4 separate regions of the Sus scrofa genome follow, and all the other regions are linked to region 1. The links are chromatin contacts, called in public Hi-C maps. All regions are on one chromosome and are shown on one strand. Each heading gives the region's core, a stretch centred on a gene start, on an enhancer-like site or on the middle of the called end of the contact. The rest is flanking DNA. Distances are from core to core; before and after follow the strand shown.

The links. Hi-C and Micro-C count contacts between places; a contact is called where the count stands out from the background.
Region 2: a contact with region 1 is called in a Hi-C map of skeletal muscle, with 2.9 times the contacts expected there. The contact joins the enhancer-like site here to the promoter of HSP90AB1 in region 1. A contact is called at or near these places in 2 of 5 promoter capture datasets (fetal liver and fetal skeletal muscle), 17 of 47 Hi-C or Micro-C datasets (blood, embryonic fibroblasts, fetal heart ventricle and 10 more) and 2 of 2 datasets of contacts at active chromatin or transcription factors (alveolar macrophages and skeletal muscle).
Region 3: a Hi-C map of liver shows a contact between it and region 1, with 6 times the contacts expected there. The contact joins the promoter of CDC5L here to the promoter of HSP90AB1 in region 1. A contact is called at or near these places in 2 of 47 Hi-C or Micro-C datasets (heart right ventricle and liver) and 1 of 2 datasets of contacts at active chromatin or transcription factors (alveolar macrophages).
Region 4: a contact with region 1 is called in a Hi-C map of skeletal muscle, with 5 times the contacts expected there. The contact joins the enhancer-like site here to the promoter of HSP90AB1 in region 1. A contact is called at or near these places in 2 of 5 promoter capture datasets (fetal liver and fetal skeletal muscle), 18 of 47 Hi-C or Micro-C datasets (blood, embryonic fibroblasts, epiblast stem cells and 11 more) and 2 of 2 datasets of contacts at active chromatin or transcription factors (alveolar macrophages and skeletal muscle).

Annotation. Positions count from the first base shown.
Region 1 is chr7:39,242,125-39,245,441 of Sscrofa11.1, forward strand. HSP90AB1 (heat shock protein 90 alpha family class B member 1) reads left to right here and starts at 1,650. Exons shown (of 12, transcript NM_001244433.1): 1 at 1,650-1,891; 2 at 3,271-3,317. The coding sequence starts at 3,271.
Region 2 is chr7:39,093,595-39,096,911 of Sscrofa11.1, forward strand. No RefSeq gene overlaps it. Among named protein-coding and RNA genes, the nearest start is that of TMEM63B, 42 kb to the right of the region's middle. Within about 2 kb of position 1,782, at least 3 of the 83 cell types and tissues checked have an H3K27ac peak or open chromatin away from gene starts, as enhancers often do. A contact at or near this core is called in fetal skeletal muscle and skeletal muscle, where this site is marked.
Region 3 is chr7:39,382,666-39,385,982 of Sscrofa11.1, forward strand. CDC5L (cell division cycle 5-like protein) reads left to right here and starts at 1,732. Exons shown (of 16, transcript XM_001929597.6): 1 at 1,732-2,069. The coding sequence starts at 2,025.
Region 4 is chr7:39,110,900-39,114,216 of Sscrofa11.1, forward strand. No RefSeq gene overlaps it. Among named protein-coding and RNA genes, the nearest start is that of TMEM63B, 25 kb to the right of the region's middle. Within about 2 kb of position 1,617, at least 1 of the 83 cell types and tissues checked has an H3K27ac peak or open chromatin away from gene starts, as enhancers often do. A contact at or near this core is called in skeletal muscle, where this site is marked.

The DNA of each region.
Region 1 (3,317 bases), core at 400-2,899:
ACAGAGCATCCTGGGGCGTTCCTAGCAGCAGCACTCAGGCCCCTTCCCACATTCCTTGAGTTCTCCCAGCCACCGGCTTCTTCTAGACCAGAAGAGCAGTGGAAGAGTAAGGAGAGATGAAATCATGAAATCGGGGTAGGGGTGGCACGGGTGATGAAGTCAGGAGTGTGGGGCAAGGAAAAGGAACGCGAGGGTCCTTTGTTCTTTGGAGTTCAACAGCTGGACAAAGAAGTGCTACAAGACTGCACACCAGGGCTGCCGAGGGAGGTCTGCGGGTCGGAGGTATCCCTCTCCCAAGCATTCCAGGGGCGGACAAAGTGGGCCACGAAGGGAGTTGAGGGAGTTGCTGGGCATCCACAAGGTCACGGCGCAGGGAGCGGTCATTCTCTCCCGGAGGGGCTGTGGGGCGGGTGAGCTCCAGAGATGAGGCCTTGGAAAGGCGAGGACAGCGTACCCGCCCCGAAGGCAAGCAAAAGCGGCAGGGCCAGGCGAGGCAGCTGGGCCGGCGCTTGGCTTGGGGGCTCCGGCGCCGCAGCAGCTGAAGGGGAACAACCTGGTTCTGCCCGCCAGGAGCGAGCAGCCCTTTGGCCAGCATGAAGGCGCTGGTGTCTTCATGCCACCTCCTAGAACCCCCGCCACCCAGCGGGGGTCCCTGGAGATCCTCCCCTCCCCAGACCTAGACAGTTGCAGGAGGGGAAAGAATTTTTGTAAAAAGAAAAGGAAACCAGATTGTATGTGCATGCCCCTGCGTGCGACACGCGTGGGCGGCTGCAGAGGCTGGGGAGGGTTTCTCAGGTAGCGACGCCACCCTCAGTCTCGGCTCCGAAGGCGGTTCTCGCAGAGCCGCCCCAATAACCCGTGTGCTGTGTGACTGACGGGGGAGAAAGGGGGGATCATCCCTGTTCCACCCCACCCTGGACGCAATGCTGAGCGAGCTGGGTCTGGCGGGTGGCGAAGAGGGTGCCGGGTGTAGTTGCCCGCCAGCAACATAGGATCGAAGTTGCCCACCTCTCCCGGAGATTCAAGCATAACGTTGGAGAGGCGGAGCCGCCGCAGAGGCACAGCCCAGTCCGCAGAAAAAGGGGTGGAGCCCCAAGGGAAGAGGGCGGGGCGGGGCGGGACAGGACCGTAGAGGCGGATCTGGAAACTGCTGGAAGATCGCAGCACCGCCACTGTCGCTCCTTCCGCCGCTTGCAGACAAAGAGTGCCCTCCACACCCGAGCCGGCGACCTTCTAGCAGCGGAAGCCACGCCCCGCAGCGAGACGCTGGCACTGCCCATTGTCCCCTGGGAGTGCCAGGGTTCGCGGGCTGCCCAAAGTTCGGCTTCAAATTCCCCAGTGTCCCCGGAAAGGACCCTTTCCCCTTATTGGGCAGTAGGAATGTGTAAGGAAGATTGTAGCAGGGAGGGAGCATAGGTGGGAGTAGTTGGTCCCCTTTCAGGTGTTCCTCTGGGATTCTTTGGTGTGGAGGCACCTGCTCTACAGGTTTTTACTGAGGTCAGCGGGGATTCTGTTCCCTAGAGCCACGGCATTTGTCCTATGAGTATACCCAACATCTAGCTCTGGTGGTGTCCTGTCTTCAGGACGCGGAGATGGGACTAAGAAAAAGTCTACACATGCGCGCCCTTGCTCTTCACCGCCCCCTCCCCTATTTTGGACCATGACGTAAAGGTGGGCGGGCAGCGGCAGGTGCGGGGCTGACAGACAGCCTCCTTTAAGGCGGAGGGATCTGGGGGCGGGCAGCGAAGGTGTGCTTCGCCTTATATAAAGCGACTGGGGTCTCACAGCCGTTCTCTTGAGTCACCCCCCGCGCAGCCTTGTTCTGGCGTGAGAGCCGGAGGCAGTCCTTCCCCGCTCAGCTTTGTGGTGTTTGTGATCCTTATCCTTTAAGGTAAGGTTGCACTCTTAAGGCATTTCTGGTTAAATTTCAGGTTGCTTTCGTCCATTCTGTCCTTTCTGAGACCCAAGTTTTTGTCGTGCTGGGGCGGTTTGCTGGACAACGCTCCCAATTTTTTTAGAGGGTGGGTGGAAGGGAGCTCTCGAGTTTAGCTTTTCCTTCCATGCTTGGTGTCGGGCCTTCTAGGCGGCTGTTAGGCCTGGGCGAGTGGGGCTGGGGGACTGGGCGGCTACACGTGGTAGCCGCGCCGGCCCGGGACGCTGCCATGTTTGCCCCTCTACTTCCGGACGCGACTACGGGGCGCCAGAGGGTGGGCAAGGTTGGTGGGTGTGCGGGCCCGGTGTGACTCAGCACAGCATGGTTCTGGGTAGGTTTTGCCATCTCTTTTATAGAAGGGAGTTTTTCTAGTCCTTAGTGTGAGGGTTTGCGGCAAAGGATGCTTTGGAGCTCCAGTGGCCCATCGTGCTTCCTGCTTCGAGCTCATTCCTGCAGTCAGGGTGGAGGGGTAGCGGAGGAGGCAGGCTTGAGAATTTATGGGAGCATTTCTTCGTCGTCCTCTTTTCTCCCCGTTGGCTGGAATTGTTCTGGAAGGTTCTGGAACTCGGCGCCCCGCCCTGGTGCCCGGATGCTGAGGCGAAGGGAGGCTGCGCGGTGGCGCCCCCTCCTCGCGTGGTCCTGGCCGACGCATGTCCGGCATCGACGAGCGTCGGCCCCGCGGACTACGCCACCATCTTAGTTGTATTTGGTTTGGTCCTGTACCTCAGTCACGTGTGCTACAGGGACAGAGTGGAGCCTTTTGCTTTATCGGTTCTTTGTCTTAATGGCATCCCAAGTGGGTATCCCACGATTCTCTCGCGTTAGCCTCCCTTACCACGTGAGGTAGCAATTTCACATCTTCCTGGAGGTGAAGGGAGAGCAGTTTCAAATGATAGCCCCTTTAAGGTAAAACTGGTCTGTTTGGGGGGGGGGCTCCCTCCCCTCCACCAGAAATGGTAGAACCGTAGTTACTAATTTGTACATTTGAATATGTATGTAGGTCTTCTGCTTATTCACATTTAAGAAACCGGGGTTGGGCGAGGTACTCTGCATGCCTAAGAGATTACCAGGTGATGAGAGGCTGCTGATCCGTGGATGGATCGCCTAACATCCTAACAAAATGCTTAAGAGACCTTAAGGCATTTTGGGGGCTGTATTAGCAGCCCCCCCCCCCCCCGCCCCTCTTATTCTCAGACTGAGGGCGCAGCCTGAAGTCTTTAAAGGAAAGGTCTTGCATCTCAGTACTCGGTTCAGAACAACTTGAACTGAACCTCTTAGTGTCTTTATTGTAATTGGGGTGAACTTGAGTCCAAAGTTCTTCATCTCTCTTATTTTAGATGCCTGAGGAAGTGCACCATGGCGAGGAGGAAGTGGAGACTTTTGC
Region 2 (3,317 bases), core at 532-3,031, 150 kb before region 1:
AGAGTCTCCCTTCACAGCAGAAATAATAATAGTAACAATAATAGCCAACACCCACATAGTTTCCACTGCATACAAGGCAACGTTCTACTCACCTTGTGTATATTATCCCATATAATTCTTTTTTTTTTTTTTTTTTTTTTTTGCTTTTTAGGGCCTCACCCGTGGCATATAGAGGTTCCCAGGCTAGGGGTCCAATAGGAGCCACAGCTGCTGGCCTACGCCACAGCCACAGCAACTCGGGATCCAAGCTGTCTGCAACCTACACCACAGCTCACAGCAACGCCGGATCCTTAACCCACTGAGCAAGGCCAGGGGTCGAACCCGAAACCTCATGGTTCCTAGTCGGACTCGTTTCCACTGTGCCACGACGGGAACTCCATATCCCATTTAATTCTTACAACAATCCTAAGAGGTCTATATTATTATTGCCCCCACTTTACAGATGAGAAAACTGAGCACTGAGCGGATGAGTAACTTTCCCAAAGCCACTCAGTTTGTAAACAGCAGAGCTAGGATTTGATCCCACACTGTCTGCTTGGAGTCTGAACTCTCAATCACCCCAGCACACACTCAGAGAGCGAAAGCCTGGCTTCTTCTGAGCTGGTGCATCTGAGCTCTCGGGGGTCTGGTGGTTGTTGATACAGAGGAGGAAGGACTCGATCACAAAGGGGCACAGGCCATGTCTCCTTCACCCATGGGAGCCTGGGGCACCTGCCCCCGTCGGCCTCCTGGGAATTCAGATGGTGGGGAGTCCAGGCAAGGCAGAGCTGGCACCCAGTTTGCACCCACGTTCATGGGCGGGGCAGCCAGCACTGGCCTGGGGTGGGACCTCCATGTGTCTCTTCCTCAGGAAAACAGAGTGGAAACAAGTGAGCAGAGGCGACACTATCGGAGAGGTGGCCTTGAATTCCCTTTTTTCCTTCTTTTTCTTTAACTTATTTTTTCTTTTTTTAGGGCCACACCCATGGCATATGGGAGTTCCCAGGATAGGGGTCAAATCAGAGCCTCAGCTTCTGGCCTACACCACATCCACAGCAACACTGGATCTGAGCCGCATCTGCAACCTACACCCCAGCTCATGGCCATACCGGATCCTTAACCCACTGAGCGAGGCCAGGGATCGAACCCGAAACCTCATGGTTCCTAGTCAGATTCGTTTCCAGGACCTCCTCTTTTTTTCCTTCTTAATTGGAATCATTCCCACAAAGTTAACCAAGGTCAGTGACAAATTACCTGTGAAACACCCTCTCCACCAATCACAGCGCAGCCCTGGAGACCCTCCAGTCTCCCTTAAAGCAGAAACAGATGGGTAGCCCCTCCCCTCCCCCCAAAGCTGGTCCCTCTGCAAAGCAATGGCACACAGCGAAATGGTCAAGTGTGTGGTCTCTGGAGGCAGAAAAGGCCAGGGCTCAGGGTGAACGCTGCCGCCTCCAAGCTGTGCAACCCCAGATCCACGCGAATTAACCTCTCTGGGTCTTGGTTTTTCCCCCTGTAAACTGAGGATGATGACAGCATGCCCCGCACAGAGGCGTTACAGGGTTTAAATGAAGCAATGTCTGTAAAACCTTCAGCCTGGTGTCTGGTACATAGTAGGTACACAACACTGGCTATTCGCATTACTGCTGCTGTCAGCACCAGCCCCAACCAAGCTACGGGCTCCACTGGGAAAGAAGCTGCATCTTGTTGATCTTTGTCTATCTGGGCTTTCTCCAAAGGGCTTGGCACACCAGAGGTGCTCCGTGCCTGAAGTCCAGTTCTCCAGAAACAGATCCAGTGGGGGAATTTTAGCTGAGTGATCTCCTAAGGGAGTGCTCCCAGAGGACCTGAGAGGGGCTGGGGGAGCAGGACAGGAGAGGAGGAGGCCAGAAAGGGTGCCCCGCAGAGGGGGGACCCTGGAGTAAAAGTTGTCCCCACCCCAGGCAAGGGATCTGGGTCTTCCTTCCTGCACCCCAATTATTGGCTAAGGGCCACCTGGGGGGGATAACCTTCTAGGAACTTCTCTGCTCTGGTAACTAAAGGCAGCCTGCAGACAGCGCACACAGAATGGAGAAGGCACAGAGAGCAGGGGGTGCTCTTGGAAAAAGAGGTCCTGGGGGATCTGCTCCACTCTGTAAACGTCTTCTGGGCTGAATGGAAATCAGCTATGGCCCAGCCTTGAAGGGTCGTGGATCCCCGTGGAGTCCTGGGTGGTCGAGGCAGAGGGAAGCAGCTGGTCAGAGCCAGGAGGGTCTCCGGAGCAGCCAGCCTCTCCCCTATCTGAGCAAAGGCAGGCCTGCAACTGCCGGGGATGGTCGAGGAGTCCCTGGTGCGTGCCTGGCATGGATGCTACATGCTTTGCCTGGTTCACTTGCTTCATCCTCACTTCCTCCTTAGATGTATTCTGATTTGGAAGCAAGGAAACCGAGGCCTGGAGAGAGTGAGGGACCTGCTTCGTGCCCCCCGAGGGGTTCAGGGTAAAGATGAGCAGTGTCATTCATCATTAGGAAAATGCAAACAAAACCCACAATGAGATACCCCTGCACCCCCACTGGGATGGCTATAAAAAGGAAAGTAACAAGCGTTGGCAAGGAGGTAGGGAAACTGGAATCCTCAAACACTGCTGGTGAGCATGCAGAATGATGCAGCTGCTGTGGAAAATGGTTTGGCTGCTCCTCAAGAAGTTAAACATAGAATTACCATATGACCCAACAATTCCACTCCCAGGAGGGACCAAGAAAACTGAGAACAGGTGTTCAGACAAAAACTTGGACACGAATGTTCACAGTAGCACTGTTCACAATGGCTAAAATGGACAGACGAGTGTGTCCATCAGCCGATAAATGGATCAACAGAATGTGTCTGGCCATACAACGGAATAGTATTCAGCCATAAAAAGGAATGACATTCTGATACTTGCCGTAACAGGGATGAGCCTTGAAAACATCACGCCGAGTCACATGCTGAGCCAGTCACAAAAGGCCACATAGCGTGTGATTCCATTTATACAAAAGGAACTGCGTCTCTGCTGGAGAGCAGAAATTGACACAACACTGTAATCCAACTATACTCTAATAAAAATAACAAATAAAAAACATCTATGGGAGTTCCCATTGTGGCACAGCAGAAACGAATCCAACTAGGACACAGGTTCGATCCCTGGCCTCGCTCCATGGGTTAAGGATCCAGTGTTGCCATGAGCTGTGGTGTAGGTCACAGATGTGGCTCAGATCCCGAGTTGCTGTGGCTGTGGTGTAGGCCGGTGGCTACAGCTCTGATTGGACCCCTAGCCTGAGAACTTCCATATGCCACAGGTGCAGCCCTAAAAAGAAAGAAAGAAA
Region 3 (3,317 bases), core at 482-2,981, 140 kb after region 1:
CACAGCAGTGACAATGGCTGGATCTGTAACTGCTAGGCCACCAGGGAATTCCTTATATTTAGTCTTTTCTAGGGCCCCTCCCGTGGCATATGGATGTTCCCAGGCTAGAGGTCTAATCAGAGCTACAGCTGCCTGTCTACACCACAGCAACAGCAACTCGGGATCCAAGCTGCATCTTCGACCTACACCACAGCTCATGGCAACGCTGGATCCTTAACCCACTGAGCAAGGCCAGGGATCGAACCTGAAACCTCATGGTTCCTAATCCAATTCGCTAACCATTGAGCCACGACGGGAACTCCTAAATTTCGTCTTTTAAGGATCAAATCAATAGTAAGATGCAGATATTATGAGAGTTTTCATTACTTTTGGTAAAACTATTCTCATTTTATTAATACTTTTTGAGATTTTTCTCTACTGTTCACTCGCTGAGTAGCTGGGAAACACAGTGGCAGTTTGGCAATCTCTATCTCATTGGGTTTTAGGTATGTCAACTAATTTGCCCCTCAAATTTATGAGGTATGAATTGTTAACTCCACTTTTCAGATAAGAATACTGACATTCAGCAAGTTTATTACTCAAGCTGATGAGAGAGGCAAGATTTCAACCCAGCCTGATTTTGTCTAATTTTTTATCTTTTTTTTTTTTTTTTTTTTTTTTAGGGCTGCACCGTGGTATATGGAGGTTCCCAGGCTAGGGGTCTAATCACAGCTGTAGCTGCCAGCCTATGCCACAGCCACAGCCTTGCCAGATGTGAGCCATGTCTGCAACCCACACCACAGCTCATGGCAACACCGAATCCTTAACCCACTGAGCGAGGCCAGGGATGGAACCTGCGTCCTCGTGGATACTAGTCAGATTCATTTCCGCTGAGCCACGACAGGAGTTCCTTTCTCATGTTTGTGGATGGTAACGCTCTACTATTAATCCACATAAACTGAATAGCAATGAATGAAAATCTCTGACATGACATTTCTGCAGCTTTCTGGAACAACCACTGATCTCTTGGGGTTGCCCTTATTGTAATAATATATATATATTTTTTCCACCCCACAGCATATGGAAGTTCCTGGGCCAGGAATTGAATCCCAGCCCCAGCTATGATTTATGCTACTTTTGTGAGCATTTGTTATGTATCAAATATTATGGTTAGGTTTACCATCTCATTTAAATCCTTAGGACAGGGAGTTGTGGCGCAGTGGAAATGAATCTGACTAGTATCCATGACCATGTAGGTTCAAGCCCTGGCCTCCCTCAGTGGGCTAAGGATCCCGTGTTGCCCTGAGCTGTGGTACAGGTTGCAGATTCAGCTCGGATCCTGCGTTGCTGTGGCTGTGGTGTAGGCCGGCAGCTATAGCTCTGATTAGATCTCTGGCCTGGGAACTTCCAAACGCAGCGGGCGCAGTCCTAACCCTCCCCCCGCCCCCCCCCCCCAATCCTTAGGACAACCCTCTGAAGTTGTACTATTATTATCTCCATTTTACAGGTTAGGAAATTTGGTCTTAAATAAACAATGGGTTTTTCCTGTGTATTCTGTGGATAGATTTCCATGCGTTAAATGCCTAATAACATGCTAAACTGATAAATTAACAAAGCTCTTTTTAAACCGGGCGAGCTTAAACTCCACACGCGCGACGTTCCCACTCTTTGCCACTAGGTGACGTCACGGCCAATCCCAACGAAACTACAGTCCCCGCTGACACCTCGCGAGAGCCGTGGTTTCCTCCACCTATTTTGGGCCTGCGCCGGGCATAGGCCGCTTTGGCTAGAGCTGTTTGATGTTTTTCTGTCAGTCTTTCTAGAGCAGCGCTTTAACAGCAAGGCACTTATTTCCTCTCAGCCACTTGAGTTCTCGCGAGATTTGTTACCCTGTCCCCGCAACACCCCCTTGCGCCTGCGCAGATCTCTTCAAAGCAGAAGGTCGCGCTTAGAGGAAGTGGCGCCTTAGGGTCCCGTGGCCGCAGCGCCGTTACTACTTCTCTGAATCTCCACTCGGCTGCTTGCCGAGACACTCCGCCGCCAAGATGCCTCGAATTATGATCAAGGGGGGTGTGTGGAGGAATACCGAGGTAAGTCCCCTTTTCCCGCCGTCGGATGCCCTCCGCCCCTCCGGCTGCTGATGCGCACGCGCGCGGGGGTCCAGGAGGCGGGGAGGATGCCTGCGGGGTCTGCGTGGGGGGCGGTGCGGGGCCGACCCCCGGACCTTTACCCGGTGCAGGGCTCAGCGTTATCTGAGAACCTTAAGGACAGGGACCTTGATTTACCTGCTTGATTACTTGCGGGGCCCTGGTTAGGCCCTCAGTGAACATTTGTTGAATTGAGGACGCGCCCTCCGTTCTGGTGGAACCCACGGTGTGTCGGGGAGATAGGAACAGCGAGAGTCGATCTTCTGAGCCACCCCCATTTCTCAGCCCAGGCACCGTGCCTCTCTCTGATATTCAGAAATGAAGAAGTGCTGTGGCCACAACTTTGTTTTTTCCTTGACTTCCTTGAAGAGGGGAAGCAGTTTGAGTGCCTGGTTATTTGCGCCCATTTACGCCCGCATCCCCACGACTGTTACCAAGGCATAACTTGTCTGCCCTCCCTACACATCTCATGGCCTCGCTCTTCCTGTCATTCCACTTCAGCCTGGATAGAAGCCAGATAGGACAAACAGGGTTCCCGAAACGTAGTGGATAATGCCATTCGTGAACCAAAGGATGATAGAGAGGGAGTAAAATAGAAATAAGGTTTTAGTGCGGTTTGTGTTTATAGGGCACCAAATTTGTCAGTTTTCAGAGCACACCATGTCTTTTCTTGCTCTTTATCTTTACATTTTGCACCTTCTTGGAATATCCTCCTACGCTTGGCATCTTTCTGACCCTCCTTCTAAAACTATTTCAGAAACTCTTCTGGAATTTTTCGTCTTGTGAAAAGTAGTTGCACCCCCCCACTGGTCCCATGACACCTCTTTTATCCGTTTGTTTTGGTGTACTTTGTTTTTTTGCAAGCATCACATCCTCCTATGTGAATGTGGGTGAATTTATTAACTTCTCAGAGCCTCAGTTTCCTAATGGGGATGGTAATAATACCTCCCTCTCTTGAGAATTAAATGAGTCACTACATTTGGAACTTTTAGAACACAGTCTGGCATATAGTAATTGCTCAGTAAGTGCTAGTTGCTATTTCTTTCCCCCAGTAGACAACACTGCAAGAGGACAGGACCAGATCTTGGTATCTAGAACCTAGGACAGTACCCAACAAAATTTGTTTGGCTAGTGTTTGCTGAGTGGGTCTAGTAGGTTAGATTAACTGTTGTTTATACTTAGTTGAAGCTG
Region 4 (3,317 bases), core at 367-2,866, 130 kb before region 1:
GTCCCTGCCCAGCACTGGGCCATCCAAGTAATGCACATCTGAGATGAGGCGCCCCCGGCTGCGCAAAGCAGGGCAGTGGCAGATCCCAGTCCCAGCTCCTGGCCGGGCCTGCCTGCCTCCTCACCCACCGCCACCCTCTAGGGCCCCCAAAATGCTGGCAGGTCCCTGTACACCCCGCTGGGTGTCATACCTTGGGCTTGGGCTGGGATGAAAGCTGTTTGTGCTTTTTTTTTTTTTAATTTTTTCTTTTTATGGCGGCATATGGAAGTTCCCAGGCTAGGGGTTGAATCAGAGCTATAGCTGCTGGCCTACGCCATAGCCACAGCAATGCGGGATCCAAACTGCATCTGCACCCTACACTGCAGCTCACAGCAAAGCTGGATCTTTAACCCACTGAGCAAGGCCAAGGATCAAATCCACATCCTCATGGATACTAGTCGGGTTCTTAACCCACTGAGCCATAACTGGAACTCTGGCACTCACGCTTCTGTCACTTGCCTCTGACCAACCTTCCAGCGCCCAGAGATTTCCTTTGGAAGACTCTTTGAATCTCCCAGACCAATGGCTTCATGGCACATGGGCATCCTGGCACTTACCACCCAATGAACCCATCCCACCAGCTTCTCCAGGGCAGGGACCATCCTTCACCCATCTGGGCACCTACATAAACTTTTGTAGCAGGCAGGGTGGTCTGAGCAGATACAGGTGGGCATCCAAGCTAAGATCATCTGAGGAGGGCTTGACAAAGAAAGGGATGATTTACAAAGGTGAGAGCCAGGGCAGTGGGTACCACTGTGCCCCAGGTCTGACACACCCAGGAGGGAGCTGCTGTGAGAAGCCATGACACATGCTCGAGGGATGTGGTCAGCCCTGCAGGGAGAGAACGCAGGGGCAGTGCCAAAGACCCCAAAACCTCTCTTCCCTCTGGTCTTTTGAGCTCTTGCTGGTGATCCCAACGGCAAAGCCCGGGTAGAAATCAGAGGGCAGGGGGCGGGTGCAGGTGCAATCATACAAGTTAGCCTCGCAGGCACAGAGCAATGTGGAAAGGGGCAAGACGGACTTTGAGAAGCAAGTTAGGGACAATCAATGCCAGCAGAGCAGAATTTCACCGATGAGATGTCTGAACAGGGCTCCAAAGGATGCCTGGCCACCACTCCAGGAGTAAAGGACATTCCAGGTCAAAGCCATACCCAGGCTAAGCTGTGGGCCCAGCATGGCCTGTGCTGATGGAAAGGCAGCGGTCCAGCAGACGGGGCTGGGGAAGCAAAGTGAGGCGTGGCCTCCAGATGGGACACACCCCACCTCACCCTAAAAGGATGGGCAGGTAAAGCCTGGCCTCTGCTGGGCTGCCTTGGCCTGGGTTTTCAGGGGGAGGACCCACCCTCTCCATCTGGGAACCAATTGGGGACTGGGGGCCGAGGGCTGCACAGTGTGACAGGGACCACGGGGAACCCACAGTTGGCTGGGTGCACAGCATGGGAGGCAGAGGCCTTGCCCTTAGCCAGTGTAGCTGCCCAGGCTTCGAGGGACAGGAAACTGCTGATAACAGGGCCGGGAGCGGGCCTCCAGCGGGAAGGGCTGCCCTTGGCTGGAGGGAGCTGACCTCAGAGGCAACTGGAAGTGACTGTGAGCTTCCTCAGTGCCCGGCCAGCTGGAGCTTCCGGAAGGTGGATTTTAATAGCTGAGGGAGGGCAGGTTACCAAGAAATATTTCCACCACAGTCGGTGCGGCAAAAGGAGCAGGAGCTGTGAGGTCACGTGGACTGACTTCAAACCCCAGCCGCCCCGATCACCTGTCCCCTAACTCCTCTCAGCCAGTTTCTCAGCCATCACTTAGGCACCATGACTGCAGTGTCCCCATGGTCCCCAGAGTGTGTGTAAAGTGCCTGAACCAAAACTGGCACAAAGTAGGCCCCCAGTCCATTGCTTTCTCAGCACAGTGGTTTCTCTTCCCTGCCCCAAGACCCCAGGCCTCCGGATGGGATTTTACACCGAGGGCCGCCTCCTCTGGGGGCGGCTGGGTGATCACAGCGACGGGGCAGCTGAGCGCCCAGCCTGGGCTGGGGCCCTGGATAGAGCAGAAGGACTGTTGTGCTACGGGAGCATGGGCGGCACTTTGTGAAAACTGGAAACAGACAGGGAAGAGCAGGACAAACCCAGAAGTGAGTCCAAAGTTGTGAGATTTGTAAGGCAGGAAGGTTGCCTGTGCCACTGCTAGGACAGTCATGGAGAATGAGCAGGGACAGGAGTTCTGGTTGTGGCTCAGCAGGTTAAGAACCCTACACAGTGTCTGTGAGGATAAGGGTTCAATCCCTGTCCTTGCTCAGTGGGTTAAGGATCCGGCGTTGCTGTGGCTGTGGTGTAGGCTGGCAGCTGCAGCTCCAATTCGACCCCCAGCCTGGGAACCTCCATATGCTGTGGGTGCAGCCCTAAGAAGCAAAATAAATAAATAAATAAAATAGGGAGTTCACTTCGTGGCTCATGTGAAACAAATCTGACTAGGATCCATGAGAACGCAGGTTCAATCCCTGGCCTCACGCAGCGGGTTAAGGATCCAGTGTTGCCGTGAGCTGTGGTGTAGGGCACAGAGACAGCTCGGACCTGGTGTTGCTGTGGCTGTGGGGTAAGCCAGCAGCTACAGCTCCGATTGGACCCCTAGACTGGGAGCCTCCATATGCTACAGGGGAAGCCCTAAAAAGCAATAGATAAATAAATATCTGGGAAAATTGACTCACCAAGGAGGTTCAACCTGTGGGCAACTCCATGAGCAGCTGACCAGGACTCCCAGCCCAGAGCTGCTCGCATGGTCCGAGCCCCTCCATGTGCACCCTGGGCCAGATGCCTCACTGCTCTGATGGCCTTGACTCTGCTGGTCTTTCTCCACCTTCCATAAGCTGCAGCTTTCTAGACTCACCACCTGCTCCTCCTCTGCGGCTCAAGTCAGGGTAATGGGCAGATAAACCGTGGGTTTCATGCCTATAATCCTGCACTGTTATTTAGGAACCAGGGCTTGAGGTGACTCCCAAGGGTCCTCTGTCCCTTACACACAGCAGGTCCCACCTAGTCTTCACCCAGGGTTTCTCACCCTTGGCACCATCACTACTTGGGGCCAGGTTGTAGGCGCTATGCTGCACACTGTTACATGTCTACCAATGTCCCTGGTCTTGTGTCACTAGACGCCACCCCCAGTTGTGACAACCAACTAGCCTCCAGACACTGCCTAATGCCTCCCCCCACCACCCTGTTGAAAACCAGTGCCTTATCCCTTGGACAGCTTTCTTTTTTCCTAAACATGGTGAAGATTAAAAAATGAGTCCA